Regions from separate parts of the Sus scrofa genome. Here region 1 is linked to region 2. Evidence: chromatin contacts called from public HiChIP or PLAC-seq data. All regions are on one chromosome and are shown on one strand. Each heading gives the region's core, a stretch centred on a gene start, on an enhancer-like site or on the middle of the called end of the contact. The rest is flanking DNA. Distances are from core to core; before and after follow the strand shown. Region 1 holds the start of SRRM1 (serine/arginine repetitive matrix protein 1). Region 2 holds the start of IL22RA1 (interleukin-22 receptor subunit alpha-1).

Region 1 (5,099 bases), core at 2,048-4,547, 420 kb after region 2:
TAAAAAATAAATAAATAGAAAATAAAAATGTGTGGCCACATTCCTGAATATAACTTCTGTGGGTAGACTTTCTGTGGGCTAGGAAGCAAAGGAGAGTTACAGTTTTCTTTTATGCCTGTTGCTCATACCCTTCCATCTGTATTATAAACTCTCTGAGGACTGTCTTAAACTTCTGTTGCATCTTTTACTATATCTAAGAACACCATGCTGAGCTTGGTGTAAGGGCTCAGTAACATAAAAGAAAAAAAAAATCGTATGTCTTTGTAATTACTTATTTCTAGTAACAAGTCCTGGCCAATCAAAGAGGCGTTGTCTTGAGAGGGTAGATCGCCATCTAGTGACTCTTGTTACTAGACTAGAAAAGTGTGTTTCAGAAAAGCCCAGGTCACTACTTCTATGTCTTATACATTCGATATATTCAAAAACAACTAGAAATCTTCCTATAGTTTGACAGCATGATGTATTCATAATAATGATGAATTCAACTAAGCTTTTATTTTCCTTTAATGCCAAGGGATTCCTGACCTACATCAATCTCGAAATGAAACAGAAATTTACCAAACAAAATACAGACTAAAATAATCTCATGGCTGAGATAAAGGTGACTGATGAATAAAAGCCGATGTATTTTGTTTTCCTTTATTGAGGAAAACAAAAGGGTCAATGACAGAATCACAAGGAAAACCACCAATTACAAGATTGGCAGCAAAAGAGCAGATTCAGTGAAGGGAGGTCAGTATCATAGAGAATATTAAGATGTGGACATTGTGATTTCATAGTCCCATCTGGTTAACTTGCTCTTTCTGTGGAAGCCAGTCTTTGACCCTCTGACAGTGCTTTTGTTTATGCAACAAATTTTATTGAGGTGTTCCTATTGTGGCTCAGCAGAAACAAATCTGACTAGTATCCATGAGGACGCAGGTTCAATCCCTGGCCTCGCTCAGTGGGTTAGGGATTCAGCGTTGCCATGAGCTGTGGTGTAGGTTGCAGATGGGGCTCAGCTCCTGTGCTGCTGTGGCTGTGGTGTAGGCTGGCAGCTACAGTTCTGATTCGACCCCTAGTCTGGGAACTTTCATGTGCTAAAGGTGTGGCCCTAAAAAGACAAAAAAAAAAAAAAAAGACAAAAGCAAACAAACAAACCCACTTTAACGAGCCTACCCTATAGGACAGACACTGTTTTAGGTGCTAGGGCCATATCAATATACAAAACAGACAGACATCCTGACTTTAAGGAGCTTACATTCTAGTGTGGGAAACAGACAATAAACATATTAAAAATAGGTAAATATTAGAAGGTGATAAATGCTGAGGGTGGGGGAAACAGTAGGTTAAGAGGCATCAAGGGTGTAAAGAGAGTTAAGTGATCAATTTCCAGGGTAGCCTCATTGAGAAGGTGATACTTGAGTAAAGCTTGAAATTTGCAAGTAGATATGTGGGGAGAGAGCATTCTGGCAGAAGATACAACCAGAAGTTCAAGCACTGCGCAGTGTTAGGGTACTAGGAAATGAGATTCAAGAAGACGGGGTGTGTGTGTGTGTGTGTGTGTTAGTTCCCATCGTGGCTCAGTGGTTAACGAATCCAACTAGGAATCATGAGGCTGTGGGTTCGATCCCTGGCCTTGCTCAGTGGGTTAAGGATCCGGCATTGTGTAAGCTGTGGTGTAGGTCGCAGACGTGGCTTGGATCCCGAATTGCTGTGACTGTGGCGTAGGCGGGTGGCTACAGCTCCGATTAGACCCCTAGCCTGGGAACCTCCATATGCCAAGGGAGTGGCCCTAGAAAAAAAGGCAAAAAAAAAAAAAAAAAAAGATGTGGGGGCATTTCCATTTCCTGGGATTCCACCTTTGCTGGAGAAAAGGAGGAGGTATTGGGAGGTTTTGAGCTTGAGTGACTTGCCTAAGGTTTTCCAACGGGCTCACTCTGGTGCATTTAGAACAGATGCTGATCCGCAAGGGTAGAAGCAGGGAAACCAGATAGGAGGCTAGGGCAGAAGTTCAGGCCAAAGATGATGGTGCTTTGAACCTAGACGATAGCAGAGTGGGTTTCTTGATGGTTTGGCAGTGAGATGTGGGAGGAAGAGGAGTCCAGCTTTTTTTTTTTCTTTTTTAGGGCCACACCTTTGGCATACGGAAGTTCTCAGGCTAGGGTTCGAATGGGAGCTACAGCCGCAGGCCTATGCCACAACCACAGCAACAGGAGATCCTTACCCTCCTGTGCAAGGACAGGGATCGAATCCGTGTCATCATGGATACTAGTAGGGATTTGTTACCAATGAGCCACAATGGGAACTCCAAGAGGAATCGAGATTAACAACCAAGGCTTGTATCTTAAACAAAAGGAAAGATACTGCCATCAACTGAGGTAGGGAAGACTTTGGGAGGGACAGGTCGGGTTTTTGGCCTGGTGGAGGGTGGAGGGAGGGAGTTCCAGGCAGAACAGGAGAAACGAGGAGCCCAGTTCCTACTTATGTTACGTTCGTGACGTCTGTCCAAGCGGAAACATTGAACAGGACGTTGCCAATACATGTTCGAAGCTCAGAGGAGAGGCCTTGAGCTGGAAACCTATGAAGTTGTTGGCAGAATTGGTATTTGAAGCCAAGAGAGTGAATACATTGTGAACAAAAATCAGGAAAGGGAGGCAAGTGTGTGTTGGGGGGGGTGTGTGTGTGTGGTTACGTTACAAAAGATGGCTAGAGAAGGGTCACATGTTCCCTTTCAGAGAAAAAGAGAGTGCATAAAGGAAAGGAGGCAGAAGGCATCCGGTTGCAGGCCCTCGCAGCCAGAGCTGGGCCGGTGAGGCACACGTGAGCTCCGAAAGTCCCGAAGCCTGAAGGCCGGCTTCCTTTCCGTCAGACTCTGCCCGGGGGCCCCGGCTCTCATCAGCTTCCTGCCGGTTCCGAAACTCATCTAACGGACATTTCCAGCTTCTCCCCAAAGCTAAGGAGTTGTAGCGGAAGTCGAGGGTGCGGGACCAAAACGCAGATTTCATTCATAGTACAGAGCTCGACTACTTCAGGGCCGACCTCGATAACTGGAAACTCGTAAAAGCAACACAATCACAACTTTTCTAACGAAAGCGGAGGCCGCAGGCTTCTCCTCTGCGCAAGAGCGGCCTCACAAGCGTCACCCTGAGGTAACAGCCTTTCTCCACAAGCTCTCCATGGAGCCCCCCCCCGGGGGGGGGCAGAAAGCCGCCCCCACTACGGGTCGAAGGAAGGGTCAATTCACGCTGAGCGAACAAGGCTGGTTAAGCGCCACAAAAGGTTTTGCAGGGCGGGGCGACCGGACGACACTCTCTTGCTCGCTCCCATTGGCTGTGGTCGCGAGGCTCTCCTCAAGGACTGGCCACTGGAGAAGCTCGGAGTCCGGTAGCAGCCCGCCTCCCGGAACGCGCGTGCGCACACTTGGCGAGCGCTCTCCACACTGAGCAAGCGCGGCCTCGTGTCCGCTGGAAGGGCGGGTGGAGCAGCGCGAGCTGCGTCCCGGCGCTCGGCTTTCCCTGCCGGTCCCGCCCTCCGTCGCGGTGGCGCGGTGCACCTTGGGATAGGGAGCGATCTCCGAGCGAGGCAGCAAGATGGACGCGGGATTCTTCCGCGTAAGTAGGAGCGCGGGGATCTGGGGTGAGGTGAGGGGCTTATCGAAAAGGCCCAGCAGGAGGCCTAAACTCGAGATGGGGTGGCCAGCGAGCGGAGACTTCGAAGATCCTGAGGATCCTCGTTGCCAGTGGACGCTTCCCCACTACCCTGCGGCGGGGACCGGTGCGCCCCTGCGCAGTCTCCTCCTCCGGGATCGTCCCCCCTACGCGGCAGCGACGGTCGCCGGAAAATGGCGGCGGGAATGGGCCTGAGCGGTACCTTCCCGCCCGCCTCCCTGGCAGGGCCTGCAGGGAGAGCCGCGCGCCCCACCGGGTCCTGGGGCCTAGCGGACCCGCGAGGAGGAAGTCCCTGGGGGGAGGCCGGAGGGAAACCCTGAGGTGACTGGCGGCAGGAGGGCCCTGGGGAGGACAGGTTTGGGGGTACCGCCTCAGGAGAGCGGGTGAGAGGACCGGAAGCAGCCTTGAGCCGCTTTTCTTGAGAAAGCGGGCACCAAACCCCCTCCCCCCGCGCCTCGCGCGCCCTCCCTCTTGGTCTAAGCCTTCCCGAAGGCTCCGGGTCAGAGTTCGCGGGAGCTCCCGCCCAATTTGATAGCCCTTCAGGGAGGGGAATGCAGATAATTTGTAGTTAGAACGTTTGAGTCTGAGACTCCAGGCAGAGGGTGCAACAAAAAGTATGCGCGTTTGTGGAGGCAGGGGTATGGAGTGGATCTACTCTTCGTTCCCGCTCACCGCCCCCCACCCCCTGTGAACGTTCTCTTGAAAATCTTTTTGGTGAAAAGGTTCCTCTTGATTCTCGCCCATCACCTGGAGATGGGGACGTTTTCTCGTCGTAGTTGGCCCTCAGGGCCCATACTTTTACCGGGCGCGTGCTGGACTCTTTTGGTCCCCTTTTACACTCCCGTAGGACCCATTCGAGATCTCGATGGGTGGGAAGTGACACTGATTGGACTAGAGTTTGCAAATTCTTTTTAAGGCAGAACGGACCATATAGAGACCAGTTGATTTAAGTCAGAATCTGTAGTGCATATTGGCTCTTTCCATTCCCTGGAGCATGTTACATGCAGTTTCTGTGTGTTTAAAGGAAAAGATAAAAGAGGGTAAGACCGGGACTTTAAGATATGTCTTGACACTCCAAAGCTAGCATTGAAATGCCTTTTGTCTTGGCTTTAAATGTGCCAACTAGTTTTTCATTAAAGGTTGAAGTGTTATTCCAAGAATTTGATACAGCCGGTTGTTTGATTGTTCTTAGGTTATGCAAACAGTACTATAGTTATTTATGTAATGATCGTTTCCAGTGAGTTTATATCAAATTTTCACACTGCAGATGAACTCTCCATTTTGTGATTTCCATCAAAGTTTTTTTGTGGTAAATACTCAACATATCCTGTAGTCTGAATGTATTCTTTTGAAACAAGTCTGTTCTTTTAATTTTTTCTTGTTATTGTCACTTTCCCTCGGAAGAGAGTTCCAACAGAAAAAGAACAAAGTGGCTGTTTTAAGAATGAG
Region 2 (4,938 bases), core at 1,558-4,057:
ACAGCAGCTGACACGCATGAGATGGATGCCAAGTGCTGGCACTGGACTAAGTCTCCTCGTTAAGTCCTCCTGACCACCAGATGAAGCAGGTGCTATCATGACCCCCATTTTATAGAGGAGAAAAACTGAGGCTCAGAGAGGCAGCTTGCAATATGCAGCACAGTGCTAGACTGCATGTGGGGTGGATGCAATGGGGCCAGGAAAAGGCAGCAAAGGCCACAGCCCCAAGAAGAGGACCCGGGGGGAGAGCACTGCCCCTAAAGCAAATGTCACTGGAAACGAGAGCCCTTGACTTGCAAATCTCTTCTGTCAGCCTCCAAGCTTGGTCTGAGGAAAGGAAGAGAGGGCTGGCACCGAGCAAGCTCAGAGGGCCTGGCAGGCTGGGGTGGGAAGCCAACAGGTGCAGACCCAGTTGAGTCAAGGCCTTCAGGCTGTGTGTGTACAGGTGTCTTTGATGTGATGGGTACCCCCCTCCCCACCCATCCCATGACCGTGACTTCCAGCAGGTCTAGAAAGTGAGGGAGTGAAGAGTTATTTACTTCTCTGCTCTGAGTCCACACACTGTGCTTTTGCAAAAGGGGTCCATGGGCCTGGGAGGCATTTGTCGGGGAGGGAAGTATATCAGGACAGCCCGACCCTGCAGTGCACCCACTGGCTAAATCTATGGCCAAGCTCCTCTTTAATTCTGGGTTGGTCAGACCCAGAGGCTGCAGAAACCTTTGTGTCCCAGGCTTCTTGGGGGCCCCAGGATGGAGCCTGGGGTGTGGGGAAGGGAAGAAGGGGGAGCTCTTACTGTCTCTAGCCAATGTGATGGATGTGCTGCTGCGCTCCAAGTGGTGGTATCTTGCTTACATCTGAGTCTGGGCAGAAGTGGGGACCTTTCTGGAGGGAGGGGTACTGGATTCAGGGCTGAGTCTTAAGTTGAGGGAGGGAGTCCAGTTGAGGTCAGAATTCAGTGGCAGCTTTGAGTGAGGGGGCGAGGTTAAGGGCAGGGGAGAGGGTGGGATTTGAGAGAAGGCCAGGTGTGTCTGGGGGTAGGCTTGGTTAGGCTCTGCAGCGGGAAGGTTCCTGGTTGGGGTCAGTATCCTGGGTGGGCTACATGGGTTTGGAGGAGGCAGGTGGCCGAGGCTGGGACAGGCTCGGGAGGTAAAGGACCCAGGCTGGGTGAAGGTTGGTCCCATTCTTCAAGAGGTATTTGAAGCTGGCTTCCTGAAGGTGGGTGGGTAGACAGTGGCTGGCTCCCCTCTTTTCGGGGGTGTTGACGTCTAACAAGATTTCCCCTCTCCTCCTACCCACTCATTCCTCTTCCTCTAATCCATCACCAGTTCCTCAGCCTGCGTTGCCTCTGCACTTCCTGGGTGAAAGTCTACATTGTGAAATCCTGGGGAGACACGTATTGCCTAGAGACAGACAGCCTGGGGGACTTGATCAAAAGAGGTTTTTCTCATTTGTTTGGAAAAACAATTCTATGTCAACGAGATGGGGAGCTAAGGACACACAAACCAACAAGCAAAAATAACTTGACATGCTCAAGAATCAGCCCAACGATGCTGGGGCTGAAAGGACCTGGGTCTCTGCAGCGATCTTACTGATATTAACAATCTCCTGAGGGCTGTTCCCCTGAGTCCCCCATGGTAAAGGGCTGAGAACCTCTAAATCTCCAACCAGAATGGGTGGGGGGGTCTGAAGGGACATGACTTGGGGTCTCTCGGGGGATGCATCAAGTCTCCCTAGCTCATCACGAGTCCAGTGTGGTGAGAATGCCCCGTTTGCTGGCAAGTGGAGGAGAGGCTGGAAGCCCATGGATCCGGTCAGCACTCGTGGGGCACAGCAGTGGAGGGGGCCAGGAAGCTCCGGGCCTCTACAGCCTCCATCCTGCACATGAGCAAGAAGGGGCCTTGCAGAGGCCAGCCCGCCTCCTTCTTCAGTCAGGACTATGCTTTCCCTTCCCAAGAAAGTTCCTTGAAATTTATTAAACACCCCAGGGAGCACATAGACTGTCTAGAATCTCATGGCTTGGTCTGGAACTTCTCCATAAGGATACATCCAAAACCTACTTTATTGGATTAGAAAACTACGTCCTTTAGTCCTGTTTTCAAAGGAGCTCTGGGGGTTTTAAGATCTATTGATGCAACAGACCTGGCCACTCTGGGAGAAAGCGCTCTTTTAGGTCCAGCATGAGGGGCTGGAGGAGGTGGTCATAGGGACATGGAAGGAGGCAAGGGCTGGACTCAAGCTCTGTCCATCTTGTCCCTCCCCATGACAGGCCAGTGCCAGCCAGAAGCAGAGGCACAGAGGTACAGCATCTATCAGAAAGATTTGAGGGGTTCAAGGATGTCCATTTCCCTCAAGCTACTTCTCCATCCACTGGGGTAAGGGGATCCATACCCCCAGGTCAGACAGGTGGTTACATCCCCAAAGTCTTGAGGGCCACTTGAGTTTCTGGGAAAACCTGGGGTCTGAGGGACCTTCTCATCCTCCCCAGCAAGCTAAGTTCATATCTACCTCTCCAGAGAAACTTGGCACCCAGTTCAGCCCAGCAGAGAAGAAACTGAAACTGGTTATGCTGGAGCTGGATGGGGTTCCAGGGGAGACGACCCCAGATCACTGGCTCCCAGGTAGGGGGCAGGTCTGAGCACAGGGCGATGGACACTCACCGACCAGGGATCCCACCGCCAGGAAGGTCAGTAGCGTCCTCATGAGGGCCGGGCACAGAGCCCTCGTATGGTCTCCACTCTGGACTGAGCACAGAGGGAGGGCTGGGAAGCTTTGGCGCCTTGGCAGCTGGCTCCACCCAGGCGCGGGGGCGGGGAAAGGAGAGAAGGTGGAACCTGAGTGGTGCGGGAGCTGGGTACAAAGGTACCTGGCCTGGGTGCTTCGGAATTCCAGGTCCTGGGCGGGATCCAAGGGAGTTCCCTTCTTAGTTGTAGAGAACAGCATCAGTGACAGGTCGGCTTGTTTATCTGGTCTGGTGGCTGATTCATCCCAAGACTCTTTAATGCTTTATTAGTGAGCTGAGAGGCAGAACAGGCAAAAATAATCCGTGATGTATGGCCTTATCAGAGAGCAATTTGGCACTTTGGTATCAAAAGCCTACAACCCACCAATTCTTTTTGCTGCATTCTGGGAGTTCCATTCTCAGGAATTCACCTTAGGGAAAACAACTGGAGCAAATAAGGAGCAGAAAATATGTTCTAGAATGTTCCTGGTGGCAGAGGGAAAGCTGGACCCCTTGGCTTTGTTCTGGCAAGAGGAGATACGGGGGGCGGGGGGTTCTGCTGCCCTTCCTCCTGTCCTGAAGCAGGTCTGCCACGCTTGGGGACAGACTTCCTCCTAGAGAGGCTGCTGAAGGTGAGAAGCCCAGGCACTCCTACCTCGAGCCTTTGGGGTCTGGGACCTTCAGTCCATTAGAAAAAGAAAAGATCTCAAACTTTAGTGACTCCTACTGTGCTAGAGATGGGGGAACATTCAGGAATGGGACTTTAGTTTGGAACAATGAATATTTGAACTGCCCACTCACGCTGTCCTGACATGTAGAGCTGTATCTACAGGGATAGCATGAACTCCACCGGGATGGGTGTTTAGGGAATGATTTTCCCCCTTCTCTCTGGGCCTCAAGAGAAAGTTGAAGGGGCCTGGACTCTGGTTAGGGTGGACAGGATTAGAGATCTCTGCCTCCTGGGAGAGGTGGCTGGCCCCAGTCACACGACAGCAGGCGGAGACCTGGCTCTGCGAAGCGGGGCTAGAGAGGTCTTGGCTTTAGGAGGTAGTAAGTTGTGATATCGAGGGATTTATATTTAAGTTTTTCTTTTCTCTGTTGTAAACTGTTATCAGTTTGCTCTGTGCATCTGGTAAACTTTGATGAGACAGCCAAATTTGAGCTGTGCTTTGGGGAAATTAAAGTATGGTTTGTGCCAGACCTTTCTTGTTAATTGCAGGAAACTACATTTCCCAGAATCCTTTGTCAAGGCTTCCTGATAGGCTCAGCCAATGGGAGACACTGGAGGAAGACTGTCCAGCTGGTGGAGAAAAGTCAGGGTATTGCCCCCCTCTTCCTCTACTTTGATTGGCATCCCACACATCAACTGGGTCTCTTCCAGAGCTTCAGCTGCTTCCAGCCAGGCAGCTGCCACTGTCTTTCTGATGGGTGGTCTGGCTTCTGATAACAGCATCTCATGTTTCCCCTTTGGCTCAAAGGAGGGAGCAGCTTCCTGCTGTAGTGAATCTTGGGGCTGCTTCCCAGTCCCTGATTGGACTCTCAGCACTTCCATCACTTGGGTAAACAACCCTCTTGTACTAAAGTCCTTTAGTTTGAAAGATGTAAGAAGTTTCTGGATGTGGGGCCTTAGATGACTTTAGGGACAAGGGGGTGTGGGGAGATCATGGCAAGAGAAATAGGTTACAAACGCCAAGAAAGACCCATAAGGAGAGTGATCTTGGCTGGCAGTCTGAGAGGACACACAGCAACCCCACAATCTGTGGAACATGAATTCTTCCTGGGGAATCTCAGAAGCATCTGGAAGGAACCTATGAAAGGATTAGGCCCCTCATGGTTATGATGGACTACGACTGTGGGATTATTAATGAGAAGGAAGACACCTAGATCGTTAAAGAACTTGGGAACAGCCAGACATCATCACTAATAGCAAAAAAAAAAAAAAAAGAAAGAAAGAAAGAAAGAAAGAAAAAAATTAAAACGAGGACAGCATCCATGTCTGGAAATAGGGGTTTGGTTAAATGCATGGTGGTATGTCCACCCAATGAAAGGTGAACACAGCCTTCAAAATAACACTGGAGAAAACGATTTTGTGGCTTGGGAAAAATTCACCATAATTTGTCAAATGAAAATAGCATGGCGCAAACTATGTGCTGTACCAGCCTCGTTAAAACACATACACAGGACGAGAAAAAAAGTCTTGGACAGATACATGTGCAAAT

The links. HiChIP or PLAC-seq counts read pairs in DNA pulled down with a chosen protein or histone mark.
Region 1: an H3K27ac HiChIP or PLAC-seq map of alveolar macrophages shows a contact between it and region 2. The contact joins the promoter of SRRM1 here to the promoter of IL22RA1 in region 2. A contact is called at or near these places in 1 of 5 promoter capture datasets (liver) and 1 of 2 datasets of contacts at active chromatin or transcription factors (alveolar macrophages).

Annotation. Positions count from the first base shown.
Region 1 is chr6:82,305,895-82,310,993 of Sscrofa11.1, forward strand. SRRM1 (serine/arginine repetitive matrix protein 1) reads left to right here and starts at 3,298. Exons shown (of 16, transcript XM_021095577.1): 1 at 3,298-3,593. The coding sequence starts at 3,573. It also overlaps the pseudogene LOC100522323.
Region 2 is chr6:81,882,210-81,887,147 of Sscrofa11.1, forward strand. It overlaps IL22RA1 (interleukin-22 receptor subunit alpha-1), which reads right to left and starts at 2,808. Exons shown (of 7, transcript XM_021095535.1): 1 at 2,658-2,808. The coding sequence starts at 2,700.